Linked DNA regions of Sus scrofa: region 2 is linked to region 1. Evidence: chromatin contacts called from public HiChIP or PLAC-seq data. All regions are on one chromosome and are shown on one strand. Each heading gives the region's core, a stretch centred on a gene start, on an enhancer-like site or on the middle of the called end of the contact. The rest is flanking DNA. Distances are from core to core; before and after follow the strand shown.

Evidence for each region. HiChIP or PLAC-seq counts read pairs in DNA pulled down with a chosen protein or histone mark.
Region 2: a contact with region 1 is called in an H3K27ac HiChIP or PLAC-seq map of alveolar macrophages. The contact joins the promoter of PYROXD1 here to the promoter of LDHB in region 1. A contact is called at or near these places in 1 of 47 Hi-C or Micro-C datasets (brain) and 1 of 2 datasets of contacts at active chromatin or transcription factors (alveolar macrophages).

What each region holds. Positions count from the first base shown.
Region 1 is chr5:51,809,674-51,812,373 of Sscrofa11.1, forward strand. LDHB (L-lactate dehydrogenase B chain) reads left to right here and starts at 1,259. Exons shown (of 8, transcript XM_013988347.2): 1 at 1,259-1,416. The coding sequence starts at 1,294.
Region 2 is chr5:52,019,518-52,022,217 of Sscrofa11.1, forward strand. PYROXD1 (pyridine nucleotide-disulfide oxidoreductase domain-containing protein 1) reads right to left here and starts at 1,327. Exons shown (of 12, transcript XM_021092253.1): 1 at 1,107-1,327. The coding sequence starts at 1,190. It also overlaps a transcript of SLCO1A2 not described here.

The sequences.
Region 1 (2,700 bases), core at 9-2,508:
CTAGGGTGGCTTCTGGATTTCTTTCTAGAGTGACTTGCTGGTCTTGCTTCAAACTTGGATTCAGGATAAACATAATAATACTTTTGAGGTTATCCATCAAATTCTTCTTCTCCCTGATCATGTTTCAATTTGTAACTAGACTTTCCTTTAGAGTCATCAATGTTCCCACTAACTGGACTCTGTAATCCTGGAGTTTGAGGTTTATCAATTCCTCTAGACACACCCTTTCTTAGGGCTCTTTGAATTTTTATCATATTTTAGCCAAATATCTATTATCACTTTTTATCACAATTGAAGGAATGTACCTACTTGTCTGTCTCCTTGGACTGGGAACACCTCAACAACACACTGCTATATATATTCATTTTGAACCTCCCATGCTTGGCACTGAGATTAAATTAAAGCATAAGATTAACGGCCATTTAACAAAAATAAATAACTACAAAAAAACACTAGCAAAAAAATTCCTTTCAAATACAGGGAGTTTGTGAGATTGCTATACCTGAAAGCATTTTATTAAACACACACTACTGAAGGCACAATAGGATGCCTTCAACTGCTTCATCATTCATCATTCATTCATTCATTCATTGAGGTACCAGGCACTGGGCTGAATGTTGGAAACACAGATAAATTGGCAACATGCAGCTTTGGAGTAACTCAGAAACCAACAGAGAAACTCCATCTTTCTGGTGGCCCCATTATCTGCCCTGGAGATCATACAGATTGGTAGAGAACTTCAGAAATCAGGCACTCGGCCTCACTAGTTTCACAGGCAACTAGCAGGTTAACGGTTGCATTTTTGCTGAACTGAATAAGGTGGGAAAAACCCACTAGTCATTATTGCACCGAATGAACTTTATATCGAAATGATGAGAAAAGAAAATTAAGTTTTATTAAAAAAAAAAAATCCAGAATCAGCAGCACTCTTCCAGGGGAACACACCACCAGCATCTTTGCTCAGAACAGTGGTCCTCTAAAATTGACCTGGAACGCAAAACAGAAATGTACTTCTATTCTGACTAAATTTATCCGAACAAGAGGAGAAGCGTCCAGAAGAGTTTAAGATGGCCAGGTTTTAGAAATAAGGCAGCCTCTGTGTGGAAAAGCCTCTCCGCCCAGAAGCTAGCTGAGAGCGAGGCCGCCTTAGCCGCCAGAAGGTGACCTCCTCAACCGGTCGGAGGGAGGGCTGGGCACGCTTGAGCCCACGTCCTTGAACCGGATTGAGCGAGCGGAGGGGAGGGGTGGGCGGTGCTCGGGTTTCCAATCACAATAGAGAAAGCTCGGAGGCTGATGAGGGGCGGGCCCCGCTTCCTCCTCCTTCCTTGCAGATCCTGCGCCAGAGCAGACGCACGCTGCCGACTTTGTCTCCTTCGGGCGACCCTTACAGCCGTCTCAAGAACTTTCACTCCTCTGGTAGGTTTCCACTCGGAATCCTGAATCCCGGCTCTCGGGCAAACCAGGTGGGATGTGGAGGGGAATCCTTGTATAGCAAGGACAGGGAAGGACCAGGAAGGGCATCTGCGCTCCCGGGCCTTTCTCCCTGAGCATCCGGATTCGGGTGGGGGCAGCCGGCTGGAGTGCGGAGCGGTGCGGGGGCGCTGCAACCAAGCCCCGGGCTTTGTCCGCTGTGCATCTGGGCTCGCCGCCAGCCTGAGCTCTCCCGGGGGACAGACTTGTTGCTTTTGCAGCTAAATCCCGGTTCCTACGTGTCCTTGATGGGCTCATGGCGCCGCATCACTCCCCGATGCCTGCTGGCTAGAGCCCCGACACGTGCTGGAGGAGCTGGGGGTTGGGGGGAAGGGACCAGATGACCCGTGAGGTCTGGCGGGTCGTAGGCGGCCACTACCTCGGGAATGTAAAAGTGCCCGGCTTTTCCGGAATGAGGGTAAAGGGTGATCTGTGGGTTTGACCCTGCCCTCCAGGCTGTATCCGACTGCGGCACCCGCATCCCCTCCCGGAGCTTTGGGCCGGTTCATTTCTGGCCTCTTTTCTTTTCTTTTTCTTTCTTTTTTTTTTTTTTTTTTTTTTTTTGTCTTTTCTAGGGCCGCATCCGTGGCATATGGAGGTTCCCAGGCTAGGGGTCCAATCGGAACTGTAATCGCCGGCTTACGCCACAGCCACAGCAACGCAGGATCCCAGTCGCGTCTGCGACCTACACCATAACTCACGGCAACGCGGGATCCTTAACGCACTGAGCAGGGCCAGGGATGGAACCTGCAACCTCATGGTTCCTAGTCGGATTCGCTAACCCCTGAGCCAGAACGGGAACTCCTCTGGCCTCTTTTCTTGATGCTTCAGGTGCTTTGTTTATTAGCCAGCTCTTGGTGTCCAGAGTAAGGAAAGCCTAGACTTCTTCCCCTAGATACCTTCTCCTAGGAGATTCATGGTTGCTGCTTCCCCTTTTGACCTGCGCTCTGCGCTGCGGGCGCCAAGAGGAAGAGGTGGCCCCTGGGCGGCCTGCACTGCAGTCTGTGGTTGGGGCCTTGAAGAGAGGGGGCGGGGAGAGCGTGCACATTTTAGTGGATGAATTGGAGGGCAAAACGTGGTGGGCCTTTAAAAGGTTAGAGTTGAGAGGCAGTCGGCAAAGTGGATCTCTGTTCCTGATCTTAAGGCATGGGTTCATTTCAAATGATTTATAAGCACAGAAGGGGCAGGAGGGTGGGGATGTTTTTACCTAACTGCAATTAAATAACCCCT
Region 2 (2,700 bases), core at 77-2,576, 210 kb after region 1:
AGGAATTTCCAAAATATGACGGAGTCACAAAGTGAGCAAATGCTGTCAGAAAAATGGCACCTAAAAGGCTTGCTGGACAGGGTTGCCACAAACCTCCAACTTGTAAACAATGCAACGTGAAGTATAATAAATCAAAGTGCAATAAAATGAGCTATGCCTGTAAGACAAAAGGACATCTACTGTGAGAAAGGATACTTCTCCCCTAATTTACTACTTACCAACTCTAAAGGCACCCCTAAGATACCAAACACACTGAGGAAATAATTTACATGTCTCTTCCACTACCCTGTGGGTCTCTAAAAAGGAGGTACCATTCTCTGTATTTATCTGATCAGCCATTAGTACAGTGACTGGATTATAGGTGTTTACTTGGTGAATAAATGAAAAATACACATCCCAAGATTAAGAGTTGAGGAAAAATACTTCAAATTCTTATGACATCAGTGACTACTTATGTTTACTTTTTACCAGCGAAATAACCCATTCTTTATTAGAATACATGTATATATGTAGTCTGACTAGTCACTGTAAATCAGAAACTTATTCCCTCGCTGTATTTAATCCCTTGCTGGCTGTTTTACAAAACATTACTATAGATGACATATCTATAGTATCTTGGGAGTGCCAAGTACAGGAAACTTACGTAAGAGATTATCACTTAGTTATCTCTTAGTTATGATGCACTACGGACCTGGAATTTAGGCGGAAGCGGAATTCAATCAGCTAATTTAAGAAAAGGGGCTGAATTTTCCGACCAAGTACTTCCTAGTTATAACCCCTCCCACCCCCTAGCCCCCCCAACCCCCGGTCTGCTCCGCTATTACTAGGACCAGAAGCGGGTTCACTCTGCTTTAGTTTCCCCGCTAATAACTTGCTCGCCACCTCTCCTTTCAGCGCCTGAAGCGAAGCTTGAGAGGTACTAAGGATGTCACCTGACGGCCACGACACACTCTACAATACTTGGGAGCCGGAATGAGTGAAGGGAGAAAAACAAAGCGGCTAGAAAGCTACCTGGAAAAAGGACTAGGAAAGGCGGCAGGAGGGAACCCCGAGCGCCACCGCCGCCGGGGTCGAGGAGAAGGGAGAAGCCTGCGCGCCTGCTTTACCTGCTCCGCACAGGTAACGCCCGCGATGCCACCGCCGACCACCACAAACTTCCCTGCTGTAGGGGGCGAGCGCGCTACCTCCATGCTCTCGGACCTCCAGCGGTTTGCAGACAACAGTGGTGGAGCCAAAAAAGTTTGGATTTCGGGAGAGGGAGCGGCGCCAGGCGACCACTTCCGTCGTTTGCCCCTGAGAGTCCGAGGTACGGGTGCCTCGGAGCTCACACTTATTCCCTTCGCGCTCCTGAGAATCCGAGGTACGGGTGCCCGGGAGCTCATACTTAGTCTCTTCGCTTATCTGCTGGGGCTGCGGTTCCTAAGCGCAGAGGCGGCTTGTTGATTGCAGGGCTTTGCGTTATTATCACCGCTGCTAAATGTCTTTTTTCCACGTAGGTTTGATATGACAAAAGCCAAAGTAAAGTAGATGGGTTGTTCAAAGAGCCTTAACAGGTTGTCTAAGACAGATCAGTGTTCTCACGGGGCAGCGCGTTCTTAGAATCAATGAACTGCTCTGAACTTCTCACTGTTGGTTCCTGCGGGAGGTTAAACATAGTTCAACTCTTAAAACTCAATGGTAGAAGGAACATCATCCTTCCCTATCCTTAACCAAGCAATCTAAGATTTTACCTTTTGGAAGCAAATTATTCATAGACACATGAATCAAGGCAAAGCAATACTATGGATTGTTCTCTAAGAAGTTGTTCCCGTTGACAATTTTGATCTCAACGATAAATTTCTGCAGTATATAGAGTTGCTCGCCACTTTGTAAAAATAAACCACCATTTCCTCCCCAGTTTCCAGTAAATAACATCTGTGAAGACTGAATTAAATATTCCCAATCTAATTTGTAAAAATTATTTTTACGATATTCAAATTATTGCAGTATTTACTATTTTACATTATTTTACTATTTTCTATTACCTTCGCTGTCTAATATAATCCTTCCCCTGGGGGTTGTATTATAATATTAAGAAGGTGCTATTTCTCTAAATGGCTCATTCCAAAACTGGGAATTATCAGTCCCCCTTTAATTCTTAAATTCTGGAAATAACCAGGCTGTATAACAGGAAAACCTAACACATCTAATTACAGATATTTACTGATATCCCTAATAATGATTGTGCTTTGATTTAATAAGTTAAATAGTAGGCAGTTAAATAAGCAACTCTAATTCCTGTTACTAGCTTAGGCAACCAAATAATGCATTTCGAGGAGGAGGAGAATGTACTTTAAACCTGTATAGATCGAGTCTTGTTTACTTCTCTTACCTCTGTTTTCACTGGATCTCATTCAACTCACTGTGCTTTAGCTAGAACCACGCTTGCAGCTTCCAGGATAGGTATGTTCTTTCTTTTCTGAGCATTTGCACATAACTCTTTCTTTAATACTCTTTCCCAATGGGTTTTCCCTAGCTAATTCCCCGCTGACCTTTGGTTCAACCATCCATGACCTCCCTTAAGAAGCTTTATCTAATTTCTTTAAGACTGAGGCAGGTATCCTCTCTGTGTTCCAATAGTCCCTTGTCATCCCCTGAATTCAGAGTTAAAACACTTTTTTTTAATCTGATGTGGGTCTGATTCCTCTCCCCCCTCCAACC